3 separate regions of the Sus scrofa genome follow, and all the other regions are linked to region 1. Evidence: chromatin contacts called from public Hi-C data. All regions are on one chromosome and are shown on one strand. The core of a region is the stretch at or near the end of the contact, and the rest is flanking DNA. Distances in the headings are between cores, read along the strand shown. Region 1 overlaps LOC110255481 (a long non-coding RNA gene). Region 2 overlaps LOC110255481 (a long non-coding RNA gene). Region 3 overlaps LOC110255481 (a long non-coding RNA gene).

Evidence for each region. A called contact is a pair of places that touch in the nucleus more often than the background predicts.
Region 2: a contact with region 1 is called in a Hi-C map of liver, with 4 times the contacts expected there. The contact joins two enhancer-like sites. A contact is called at or near these places in 1 of 47 Hi-C or Micro-C datasets (liver) and 1 of 2 datasets of contacts at active chromatin or transcription factors (alveolar macrophages).
Region 3: a contact with region 1 is called in a Hi-C map of liver, with 2.0 times the contacts expected there. The contact joins two enhancer-like sites. A contact is called at or near these places in 3 of 47 Hi-C or Micro-C datasets (liver and skeletal muscle) and 1 of 2 datasets of contacts at active chromatin or transcription factors (alveolar macrophages).

What each region holds. Positions count from the first base shown.
Region 1 is chr9:86,587,127-86,591,264 of Sscrofa11.1, reverse strand. All of the region lies in intron 4 of LOC110255481 (a long non-coding RNA gene), which reads left to right. Among named protein-coding and RNA genes, the nearest start is that of AHR, 77 kb to the right of the region's middle. Within about 2 kb of position 2,039, at least 3 of the 83 cell types and tissues checked have an H3K27ac peak or open chromatin away from gene starts, as enhancers often do. A contact at or near this core is called in liver, where this site is marked.
Region 2 is chr9:86,796,233-86,800,370 of Sscrofa11.1, reverse strand. The region is part of intron 1 of LOC110255481 (a long non-coding RNA gene); the gene reads left to right. Among named protein-coding and RNA genes, the nearest start is that of AHR, 290 kb to the right of the region's middle. Within about 2 kb of position 2,015, at least 12 of the 83 cell types and tissues checked have an H3K27ac peak or open chromatin away from gene starts, as enhancers often do. A contact at or near this core is called in liver, where this site is marked.
Region 3 is chr9:86,748,594-86,752,731 of Sscrofa11.1, reverse strand. All of the region lies in intron 2 of LOC110255481 (a long non-coding RNA gene), which reads left to right. Among named protein-coding and RNA genes, the nearest start is that of AHR, 240 kb to the right of the region's middle. Within about 2 kb of position 2,096, at least 11 of the 83 cell types and tissues checked have an H3K27ac peak or open chromatin away from gene starts, as enhancers often do. A contact at or near this core is called in liver, where this site is marked.

The sequences.
Region 1 (4,138 bases), core at 790-3,289:
ACCTATTTATACATAGCCATTGGATATAGCCACCACATGACGTTCTGGGAAAATATTTTCTGACATGGAAAGATGTTCATGGCATGGTTGGTTCCATTTAACAGGCTAACAAGTATTTCCTGAAAAACAAACATGTGCCTTGCCTAACACTGGTTGTAGACTCTGGAGATAACAACTGATATAAAAATGACAAGAAACCTACTATGTCCACAAACAAAGGAATTTCATGTAGTGCTATGGAATAGACAGAAAATAAAATGAGAGTGATGTGATAAAAAGCGACAGTGAGCCTGGGAAGGGACTGCTTTGCCTAGACAAGTCTGGGGAGGCCTCTCCACAGAGGTGACATTTGAATTGAAACCATTGAAACCTCAATAAGGCACACACATAGAGATCTGTGGAAGAATATTTCAAGCAGAAAAAAATGGCAGAGGACAGGCCTTAGAATGGGAATGGACTTTAAGGTCTATAAATATAGGCATCAGAATGCTAACTAATAATTATTATTTTCTAATGGCATTACAGATTAATTTTTACTTTATTGTATTTGCTTACCTGTGATTGTTTCATTTTCCTGTATTGACATGAATTTTTAATGAACTTTATTACATTTATAGTTGTACAATGATCATCACAACCCAATTTTATAGCATTTCCATCCCAAATCACCAGCGCATCCCCCCATCCCCCAACCTGTCTCATTTGGAAACCATAAGTTTTTCAAAGTCTTTGAGTCAATATCTGTTCTGCAAAGAAGTTCATTGTGTCCTTTTTTCAGATTCCACATATAAGTGATAGATAGCATTTGACGTTGGTATCTCACTGTCTGACTGACTTCACTTAACATGGTAATCTCTAGGTCCATCCATGTTGGTGCAAATGCCATTATTTCTTTCCTTTTAATGACTGAGTAATATTCCATTGTGTATATGTACCACTTCTTCTTGATCCACTCCTCTGTCGATGGGCATTTAGGTTGTTTCCTTGTCTTGGCTGTTGTATAGAGTGCTCAGTGAACACTGGAGTACATCTATCTTTTTGAGTCCTGGTTCCTGCTGGATAGACGCCCAGGAGTGGAACTGCTAGATCAAATGGTAATTCTATTTTTAGTTTTCTGAGGACTCTCCATAGTGTTTTGCATGGTTGTTGCACCAATTTACATTCCCACATTCTGGCCCATGTGATGTGGTACCTCACACTGGTTTTGATTTGCATTTCTTTAATAATTAGTGATGTTGAACATCTTTTTTATGTGTTTTTTGGCCACCCGTATGTCTTCTTTGGAGAGTTGCCTGTTTAGGTCTTGTGCCCATTTTTTGATGGGGCTTTTTGTTTATTGTTTGGTATTGACCTGCAGGAGGTGTTCATAAATTTTGAAGATTAATCCCTTGTCGGTTGATTCATTTGCAAAGATTTTCTCCCATTCTGTTTGTTGTCTTTTTGTTTGGGGCATGAATTTTTAATGAGAAAAAAAGAAATATAATATCATAACCAAATTTTACAAAATTTATGTGGCAGTTCCCCGACATGATCATTTACAGTAACAAAGATAAGGTCTTAATCTAGAAAAAAAGTAGGGCGTGCTTTGCTAACCATATGATGGAAATAGCCTATTGTTTAGATCATTCTTGCTGTTTTCTTTGATTGGGAAGTAATTTACTTAACCTGGGTAAGATAGTCTAGGGAAGCATAAGGGTATAGTTTCACATTTGCTGAAGAAACTAGGTCTGGACTAACCTGATGGCTGTGCATAGATTGGGACAAATTTATTTTGGCTCTATGTTGTGATAAATGAAATGAATCTCACTTAACTTGGTGTTAAAAATCAAATAAGAGTGGGACAGCTATCTTTCATATGTGATTGCCAGTAACACAAAACCACATTTAGATACAAACATGCTAAACATGATCTTATGTAAAAGGCTTATATATAGCAGTGATTGCCAGGGAGGAAAAATAAGACATCTGCTTTCTATTGATTCTGTAGGGAGCAACTTACTGAATCATCACATTTCTTCTCAGTGAAATAAGTACTTTGGTCTTTGGTCTATTTTCTGATAAGAGGTTAATAAATGATCCAAAGGGAAATACACATTTGGAATCATGCTGTAGAGCTATCCTAAGTTTCTTTTTATTTAAATCAGTTTGACTTAATCTCTAAACACTGGTTGTTTGCTGTGGCAGTAAAGAGAAATGTGATTAGAACCACACAGCTGGTTAATTCACTAAAGACGCAGAAGGTTTATGGAGAAAGGAACTATTCCTTTGCAAATAACAAAAAGTTAACAATGCAAACATTCTTTGGGAAAGAGGGAGGAGGCTTTGACCTCTAGTGGGCTAAATTTTTATGAGCAGTTGTACCACAAAATTAAAATTAAGTTATGTGTGGGATTTGGATCAAGTACACCTTTGGGGATATAAAAGAAAGAAAAGATGGATATTTTGGAGGAAGGCTGGGATCACTTTCTGTGAAATTTTCCTTTCATTTGGCTCTGCCTAAGGGATTTTTAGGATTTATCTGATGTCTGAAGTTCTGTCAGACTTTACCTTTTAATAAAAAACAGGATAGAGTTAGAGTCATAAGGGGCTTACTTGGTAGAAACTTTAATTAAAATTGAAGGTTTGTAAGAAGATTTATATTAAACATGTCAGCTTCTCAGTTTTCTTTCAGATGCATCTATTGTTTTAAAAAGTTTTTTTTTTCAATTTCTCTGAAGAAATGAATCTGTGGTTTAAAGCAGTTTATAAAGCAGACAGAGTGATTTTTGCAGACCAAAAGACCTCACAGTCTTGGTGGGCCAGATACTGAAGAGTACTGTTTGCTTGGATTACATGGAAATCAAATAAAAAGGCATCAGATTAACATCTTCAGTAATGGAAGAGACAGAACATTTGGTGTTATTTTGAAGTGCTAAAAAGGGTTATTGCACTTATTATACTTATAAGTGAAAAAGGTTTGCCCTTTCAGAGGGCATGATAAAATATTGTGTTCCTCAAATAATGGAAATTTCAGAGAAATCATAGAATCATTAAAAATTGCTGATTTAGATCTATTTTGAGAAAGATTACTCAGAAAAAGTCAAGAAGATTCAAAAAAATTTATTCGTTCCCCAAACTTAGTAGAATGAGTCAAAGTAATTGGGAAACATGAACAAAATAAAGTAGTAAATAGAATAAATGAATGATGAAGGATGCTACTGGGTTATGGAGATCCCTCCCAGCCTTCATACACTCACAGGTAGTTCATCACCTGTGACTGCAGAAAGGCACTAAGAGTCCTGGCACAGGTGTCAAACAATGGATCAAATATTAGTAAAGTGTAGCTTGTTCCCTGTTTAATTTAAATCAAAATTCTGTTATTAACTCGCTGTACTCCATTATATCCTTCACTGCATTTCCTGGAGGGCAAAAGACTAATGCTCCTAGGTGTTTCTGTGCTTTAAAACTTCTAATATCTCCTGTGGGCATGGCAAAAATAAATATATAAAATAAAATCCTAAGATCTAAGATCAGGTCACTATAACATTTCAGTCCATGACTGATTCATTAGGCTCTAATCCAAATAATGTTAATTATTTATCTGACATTCCTTCTGTGACTAATGACCAATTCTTTCTTAATATTAATATTTAACATTAGCCAGTTAACATACTCACATTAATCCTTTGGCCTCTGGCAGGAAAAATAAATATGCTTGCCTAACTAGTATATAATTTGCCTAAAGGCTTCATGCTTTTCCCCATGTTTAAAATGTATGGGTGTGTAGGAGCTTCCACCATTACTCAGTGGTAAGGAACCTGACTAGTATCCATGAGGATGCAGGTTTGATCCCTGGCCTTGCTCAGTGGGTTAAGGATCTGGCGTTGCCATGAGCTATGGTGTAGGTCACAGATGCAGCTCGGATCTGGCTTTGCCGTGGCTGTGGTATGGGCTGGCAGCTACAGCTCCAGTTCGACTCCTAGCCTGGGAACTTCCATATGCCATGGGTATGGCCCTAAAAAGCAAAAAAAAGAAAATAAAAAAATACTTGGGTATGTGTATGCTAATTTATAATGAATAGAAAGATATTATTACTGGAAATGTGCCATCCATAGAATACTAAAATACTGAAAATTGCATTGGAAGAAAGAGCTTTGAG
Region 2 (4,138 bases), core at 766-3,265, 210 kb before region 1:
TAAATTATAAAGTCTAAATTAATGTAAATTAATGTATAACTATATGCAATATAATCTAACAAATGCATTAAGGATGTAATTTTCACTGGAATTTGCTGCAGTCATCATTATTTATCACTCTTCAGTTTTATCCTCATTACTCTGTTGAAAAGAGAACACTCTTTTTCTTACTAAACCAGGAAGACTCCTGTGACACTTTTCACCCAGAATCTTCAGGGTAGAGGGAGGACTTGCAGCTGTAGTAGAGGCCAGGCCTGGGCCACACCTCAGTCCTTCCCACTTGGACTTCTGGGCCAGCCTCTGAGTTTCCTGCCCCTCCTCCCCTTGTTTCCAATTAGCCTACAAGCTGCTGCCAGAATTTTCCTTCTAAATTACAACTCTGATTATGTAATTCCACAGAGCATAAATTTTCATGACTCCACACTGACTATTAAATTAGACAAATGTATCCAAGTGACACTTGGAATTCTCTGAAATATGATTAAACACTTTTAAAACATCTGCTAAGACCTTTCAGGTTTTTTATGCTTTGTCACATTCGATAACTTGCTCCTCCCCGGATATGACCTGCTTCCTTTCTTCGGAAAACCATTTTTTTTCTCACAGTTCTTCCTGTTGAATTTCTTTATATTATGTAAGGTCTGTGTAAAAAGCCCCTGCCTCCAAGAAGCCTGTCACTTCCTCCCAACAGTTCTTTGTGTAATTGATCGAGACCTGCCCTTGGGTGTGGGTTGGTGTGAGCCTTTCAGAGGCAGGCCCGGTGCCCGTCATCATTGTCTTCTACTCTTCAGAGAACCCCAGCACTGATCAGTTAGACAGACCTCCTCCGGGAATATTTCTTGAACTGCAAATTGAGTTTCAATGCTCTCCCCAGCTTTTCTTCACTTAGGTTGTTGCTGGATCCAGCTCAGGCCACTTGTACACATTCTTCTCCAACAAGTCCAGCCAGTGGCTTCCCTCCTTTACATGGTAGCACCTTTAAAAATAAACTATTTTCCCATTGTTTGACATCACAGTGTTGTATTTTTTTTTTCTTTCTTTCTTTTTTTTTTTTTGTGGTCTTTTTGGCATTTCTTGGGCAGCTCTCTCAGCATATGGAGGTTCCCAGGCTAGGGGTCGAATCGGAGCTGTAGCCACCGGCCTAGGCCAGAGCCACAGCAACGCGGGATCCGAGCTGCGTCTGCAACCTGCACCACAGCTCATGGCAACGCTGGATCCTTAACCCACTGAGCGAGGCCAGGGATCGAACTTGCAACCTCATGGTTCCTAGTCGGATTCGTTAACCACTGCGCCTCGACGGGAACTCCCTAAAGTGTTGTATTTTGTTCCTCTTGCTTATTTTCTCTTGGGCTGACTCCCCAAATTGCATTCTAAATTTTTTTAAAAACATAGACTTGGAGTTCACTTGTGGCTCAGTGGGTTAAGGATCCAGTGTTGTCACTGCTCTGGCTCTGGTTACAGCTCTGGAATGGGTTTGATCCCTGGCCGGGGAACTTTTGTATGCCACAGGTGTGGCAAAATAAAAGGGTCAACCTGATCTGACCCCATCAAAGAAAAAAAGAAAAAAAAAACCCAACCACAGACTAGGTTGAAGGTATAGCACCTTTCAAGATACCTGGAGAGTGCCCTGTTATAAAAGATGGTCAATTGCTAGTTACTGATTAACTAATCCTAACAGTAGGAGAAATGGCCTGTAAGCAAGAGGTCAATTTTTGTCATGTGCTATGGTTGGGCTTCCCAGAAAGTACAGATGCTGTAGACCTTTGGCAAACACACACACACACACACACACACACACACACACACACAAAAACCACTAGTGACCTTAAGACGAGAATCTAGCTTTGGTTAATTTATAATAAATCATTATTGAGAAAATCATATTTATTTTTGGAAAGGTTCAGGATGCACTTAGACTATTTAATTGAAACTGAAATGGGTTAGAATTGTCCCAGCTAGTTCGTCAGAGGTTACTCAGTGAAACAGTGGAAAGCCCTCAGCTTTATCTTGACAGAAAGTTTGCGTTGGTGGATTAATCCTTCCCTGGGGAATGACGCATACAATTTGGGGAGCTGCCATCAGTTGAATGGTGATGGCTGGTAGTTATAATTGTAGGTGCATATCCATATCTTTGGGTATGTAACATATTATATTAGACACATTCCTAGACCCCACCCATCCTTGCAGTTTCTGATTCATATGGTTTGAATTGGGAATCAAGTATGTGTTTTTTGGAAAAGTTACAAGCTGATTCTGATGTCCATCTAAAGTTTAAAAGCCTTTGTTTTGCATTTTGGGATATCTTGGTGCCCAAATAGAAGTTTTCTTCAGGTAAGGATAACTGGAAGTAAAGACAGAGAGCAAAAAGCACTTGACTTTGCCATGTGTACATAATTATCTGTGAAAAAAGTCATAGGTGTATTAATAAGCTTCTTTGTCTTGTTATAACACAAAGAAACACACACTCCTCACTAGAGAACTCAGAGTGTATTTTGCAAGGAATAACTGATACAAGCTCTGAGTGTTTAAGAACATACTTTCCTTTTATCCTAAAGGAAGGTTTTTAGTATTCTCTCAGTTATGCTAGATTTTTGTGACCAGGCTCCGTTCCAGCTGTCCCTCTCTTCTATTCAGAAGGAAAGGTGTACTTTTTCTGTCTGGAATATTCCCTGTTGCTCTGCATTTGTTAATACCCTTAATCACTCTCTCCTTTGTGGTCTTTGGATCCCTGGACAGCTGGCTGGGTTCTAAGCCCTTGGTTTCACTCTCTCCCCTCAGGCTCTGAATTTCTTTCTAAAAAGTGTTAGTTTTGGACCTATACTTGTTACTAATTCTTTCCTTCAGAGCTCTGCTGTTTATTTAATTCACTGTCATCTTAAATGGGGACACACTTAAATCTGAACACTTCATAATCATCAAAGATGTTTTTAAACAGGATTATAGAGATGATGTGTGGCTGTTATTAGTAGGTATTGTGCTTAAAAATTTATCAGAAATCACAAGCATTAATCTGGAGGGAGGTTTAGCCTTAAGCATCCTCCACACCTTTGCCTTCTTTATAAAAGTCTTTCAACAAAGCCCTTCTGGTACTTATGTTCACTTTAGTGGGGCTTATTGAGTAGAGTTTTATTCGAGAAAGGCGTTCTACCAAGAATTAAATTTTATGAACATTGACTGAGTAGCTCTCGTGCCAGCCATTGTGGAAGACTTAATGGAATTCTCAAAACAGCCTCGTGAATAGATGTCATCCATGGATGTTCTATGAGAAAATTGAAGCTGAGGGAGTTATGCAATATGCCCAAGACCAGTGTAACCACTTGGTGAGCATTGTGTCTCTCACTTACTACAGCTAAGTCAGCATCTGCTTGGCCCACTAGCCCATGGCCCTAAGCCTTAAATCAGAGAAATTGTAAAGGAGCCAGACTTAGAGCGTCTGTTCTTAGTGTTCCCTCATTCTACCTGGAGAATGCACATTGACGCGGCATTTGGTGAACATGGTGTTTACTTTCCGTGGAAATGACCTGCCTATGGAAAAAAATGGGTACTATCCTGCAAATCTAACCGGTTTATTTAGGAATCTCAGTTCATTTAAGGAGTTAACACGAACTTTTTTCCTCCCCTACAATTCTGCCTTTGTCTTTGTTGATTAGAAGACTTCTCTGACTTGAGTCAACATCTTGAGTGAATTCTATACATTTCTGGTCAATTTCAACTACTGTAACTGAGCCCAAGCTGAGTTTTCAAGCTCCTATCTCATCCAAAGTTCAATTGTTCTTACTCCATCTTTCAGTCCTGGGTACCTCCAGGGTCTTGTGATGGAAGGAGGAAGAGGGAAGGCCTGCATCTCTTTATTCATCTGGCCCTGGTTAGTTTTCTCCTAGTTAGCTGTTGCTGTGTCTGCACTGGTCTTTGGTGCCTCTGTGGAAAAACTTCCAACCTTGTCCCAGGGCACAGGCTTGTGGTCTCCTCACTCCCCTTCTCTCTGATGTCGAAATCCCATATTTCCCAGCCTCTGAAATCCCCACCACCAACAGCCATTGCCTCCTGCTGCCACAATCCGGCCTTTGGCCAGCACTTGGAAAACAGCTTTCTTGGGTAAGCTTCCATGAAACGCAGCTGGAGCACAGCTAATTTGTGC
Region 3 (4,138 bases), core at 847-3,346, 160 kb before region 1:
CTCTTTCAGCTTCTTTTCCCCCATAGATTATCAGAAAATATGAGTTAGAGTTCTCTGTGCTGTACATTGGGTCCCTGTTGGCCAATCATTCCATATACCTTAGTCTGCATATGCCAATCCTAAACCCCCAATTCATTCTTCCCGTCACTCCTCTGTAACCTTCTGTAGTGTGAATGAAATTAATGTCCTATTTTTGATCTGGGAATTCATGTTATATGTCTCATATGATGTCACAATTTTAAAGGCATAACTTAAAATTCTGGGGTCTTAGGGAAATTATTTTGTAATTCAAACTGTTACACTTCAGAGTACTTGCAGTAGTGCATGGTAGGGTTGAGAGGGCCTGCCTGTTATGGCATCCCCAACTAGTACTGAGGCTGTATATGGAATTTGGATCTAATCCCAGTCCAAAGTGTTTTGCTCCAGATCAAATGAATATATAAATTTGAATGTGTTCAAATGTACTCATTGGCCTGTTATAAAAAAAAGAACAAATATTTCAAATTCTTAAAGCCATTCTCTTAGTTTTGTTTTTTGAGCAATTTATGGTAGAATACAGCATAAATGTTTCCTTGGACATGTCAAATCTCACTCTATATAATAAGGTACCTGGTGAAATGGATTTATGTATTTATTTATTAATTATCCATTTAGCGCTATATTTGCTATTTTTAGGGGGTGGAGCATGATAGAAGGTGTTGGTCACAGGCAATTTCATTATTGGGAAGTGAAAATGTCAGAGGCCAAACCATCTTGGGTTGGAAACAATCACCAGGATTGACACTTTTATTTATACAAGTGTAGCCAGGCATCCACCACCAACATGAGATGTAAAATAAAACTGAGAAGTCATCTTCCATCTGAATGCAGGTACTGGGCCCTGGTATGTTATGTTTTTAGGTTAGTAATATGAATGGAGGGGAAGGCAATTAGATTATGACTTTAATAGGGAGAAGAAATGATATTCTGAAAAGGAGATTATATTAGATTGTAATGGATAGAAGGTTATTTAAAATGCATTAAGCAATACTTTGGAGAATATACTGTACCACTTTGGGCAAGTTCCTCCACTTAATCTTCTAGTTCTGCAGCTGTATCTATCCATAATAATTAATCAATTTCCTAAATTATTTTTCCAAATCTATTGCCCTAGTAACATCTCCACTTTTTATATGACTTCCCCTGCCCCCACCCCAAACCCCCATTTCTTGTGTTTAATATTTTCCCTGTCTCTTTCAAGATATTTCATATGTCTAGAGTTCCCATCATGGCTCAGTGGTTAATGGCCTCAACTAGTATCCATGAAGACGTGGGTTTGATTAATGCCTTCCTCAGGGGGTTAAGGATCCAGCATTGCAGTGAGCTATGGGATAGGCTGGCAGCTATAGCTCTGACTGGACTCCCAGCCAGGAACCTTTTTAGAGTGGGCGTGGCCCTAAAAAGACAAAAGAAAAATATATTTCATATGTTTACTTTCAAATCTTGTTTTTGGTTGGTTAATTCTGGTTTAGTAAACACTATACATAATTTTTCCGTTAATTATTATGCTCCTAGGATGCTCAGTGTTGCTCTTGCCTTTGAATTCATATTTCCCAGAGCATGCTAGCAACCTTAAATGGTAATGTGTGAGGAGATCCTCTTGATAAGCTTAGTTGGATGGATGGTTGTTGCTGAATTTTCCCCCCAGGAGAGCTTTTTAAGAAGGCTGGGGCTGGGGAGAAGGACAAAGTGGGAAAATTGGAGGAAGAAATGCTCAGAGGTAAACAAATTTTCTTAATTCATGTTGTTAACACTAAACCTCTCAGATCATCCAGAGCTGTGTCCTAAATCATATTCTGCCACCTCCAGTGGGCACTGGCTGGCTCCTGATTTCCCACTCCATGGTGGTGATGGCAAGGGCAATGATCTGCCCAGAGAGGGAAAAGGACACACAGAAATCCTTCTTCACCCCATCCCTGTGTCCTTGAATCTTGAGCATTGTCTGAGTTCTAGTGGAAGAAGCTGGGAAGGTGGGAGATTGCTGGAGACAGGAGAGTGACAGCTGGTGGATGACTCAGAGGTGTGATTGGACCTTGTGTGTACAAGGGACAAGGAAGTGGATATTTGCGCAACACATATCACTACTTCCTGGTCTTTACTATCAGTAAATTGGTTCCTGAAAACACTTCCTCCCCTCTTCCTCTGTTTCATTACTCTTACCTGAACAGCATAATTCATCCTGCATGGGATGAAAAAATAATTCCAGAACCTTTTCCTTGGACCCTTATCTTCATTGTCCTATGGTTCTCAGGAGGTTATAGGATTGCTAGTGGGTCTTTTGTTTAATTTTATGCTGATGAGTAATTCATTTTATCTTTTAGGCAGCTGATGTGGCAGTTGTATCAACAGGCGTTTATTAAAAAAAATACCAAGTATCTGTAAATCCTTTTGGTAAATATTTGTGAAGTTTCAAAATCCTCACGTCTGATCAGTGTAAATCAGTCTGCAAGACAGTCTCCTACGAAAGCCATTTGGAGACATAAAGCACATTCTGGCCATGGGAACTTCCTCCTGGGGGTGAGGGGTAGGGAATTCAGAAGAGCCTTCAGCAAAGATAAATTAGCTTTCACAGAAGGGGGACACTTTCAGACAATGCCACGAAACTTTATTCAGATCAGGAAATAAAAGCCTCACTTTGGGGAGTGGGAAAGTTGGGGGATCAAAAATCTGGTTTACGTCTGGCTAAATAAAAGTCTGGAAGAGAAGTTTGCCCTTGTATTCTCATAGAACAGAGGCAACATTCTATATAAAGTATTATTATGAGGGAGAGAAATTTAAATGGTTATACAAATTCAAATCTATAAATAAAATAATTCTGCTTTAGAATAACTCTAATATCCATGACATTTTCCTGAATTTGAAACAAGGACAAAAATATCCTTCTTTTTCACTCGAGCCCTCCCTAAAACCAGCTGACTGATTAGCTGAAAAAGAAAAGACGGTAGTAGGAAATAAAATCCCAACTGAGCCAACTCCATGGGCTGGGCTCTAGTATAAAATTAGGAAGAGCTTAGTTTTTCTCCTATCATATTTGAAAATTTCATTATCAAATATTCCTTTCTTACTCACATGTAGGAGATAATTTCTATCCATTTTCAGTTTCATTTTTAAGGTAGTAAAATACAGTCTAAATTGAACTTCTTGTTTTCAGTTTAAAGGTTTTCCCTTTCTCTTGGTCCTGACTCAGAACTTTGGGAAAGGAAGTCGTGTTCCCCTTTTGTTTTTTACTTCATATCTTCCTGAATTGCCATCCTTTGCCTCAGGGTTGGATGGGACATGGGAGTAATATATAAAGGCAGAAAAGTCTTATTTACTTAGCTGGTGCTGTTAGAAGATCTTACTTGGCTCTCAAGTGCTCTCTGGCATGGCAGGATTGTGGGCTTTTCAGTGTAGACATTTTGCCCCTCCCTCATCTTGGACACTGCACAGGATCTTACTGTAGGAGATGTTCTCTCTGGCTAACCCATTTCATCTGCTCTCTTTGCCTGTACCCACCACTCCACAGCTTCACTTGAACTGGGGTCAATCAGATGTGGCAAGTAAAATGTCATCTTGGGTAAAATCTCTTTCAAGGTTACCCAACCTCGTGGGCTTCTACAGTCTTCCAGCTCTTGTAAGTCAGGCCATCTGCAAGAAGCTGATCATCCTTTCCACTGGTAGTATCTTGGGCCAGGAGCACACATTTCTACCACTCAGGAAGCATGAGGGCAGCAAGGCTATACATATGAGACCTCAGTAGTCTCCCTTATATACTTAAATTGCATAAAATGCATAACTTATGTGAGTGAAACAGGCATAAACAAGCCAATTGGAGATGAATGATGAAAATTAGTTTTGGAGACAATAGATGTGTTTTAAGACTCAGGTGAATCTGGAATAAGGTCTCCCTTCTATGTGGTAGTATGCTGAAGCCATTAGCCATCAGTCTGAACCCACACAGGAATTCCTGATTGGGGGAATGAGAATGTTTTAATTTCAGAGTTGAGTATGTTTTTCTCTGAAGGTGCCTGTAGATGTCACTACAGTAAACGACTCTTATCCTTGAGTTGATGGTGAGGCAAAAAGCCCATAAAAAAAGTAAAGGAAAACATGGTATTTT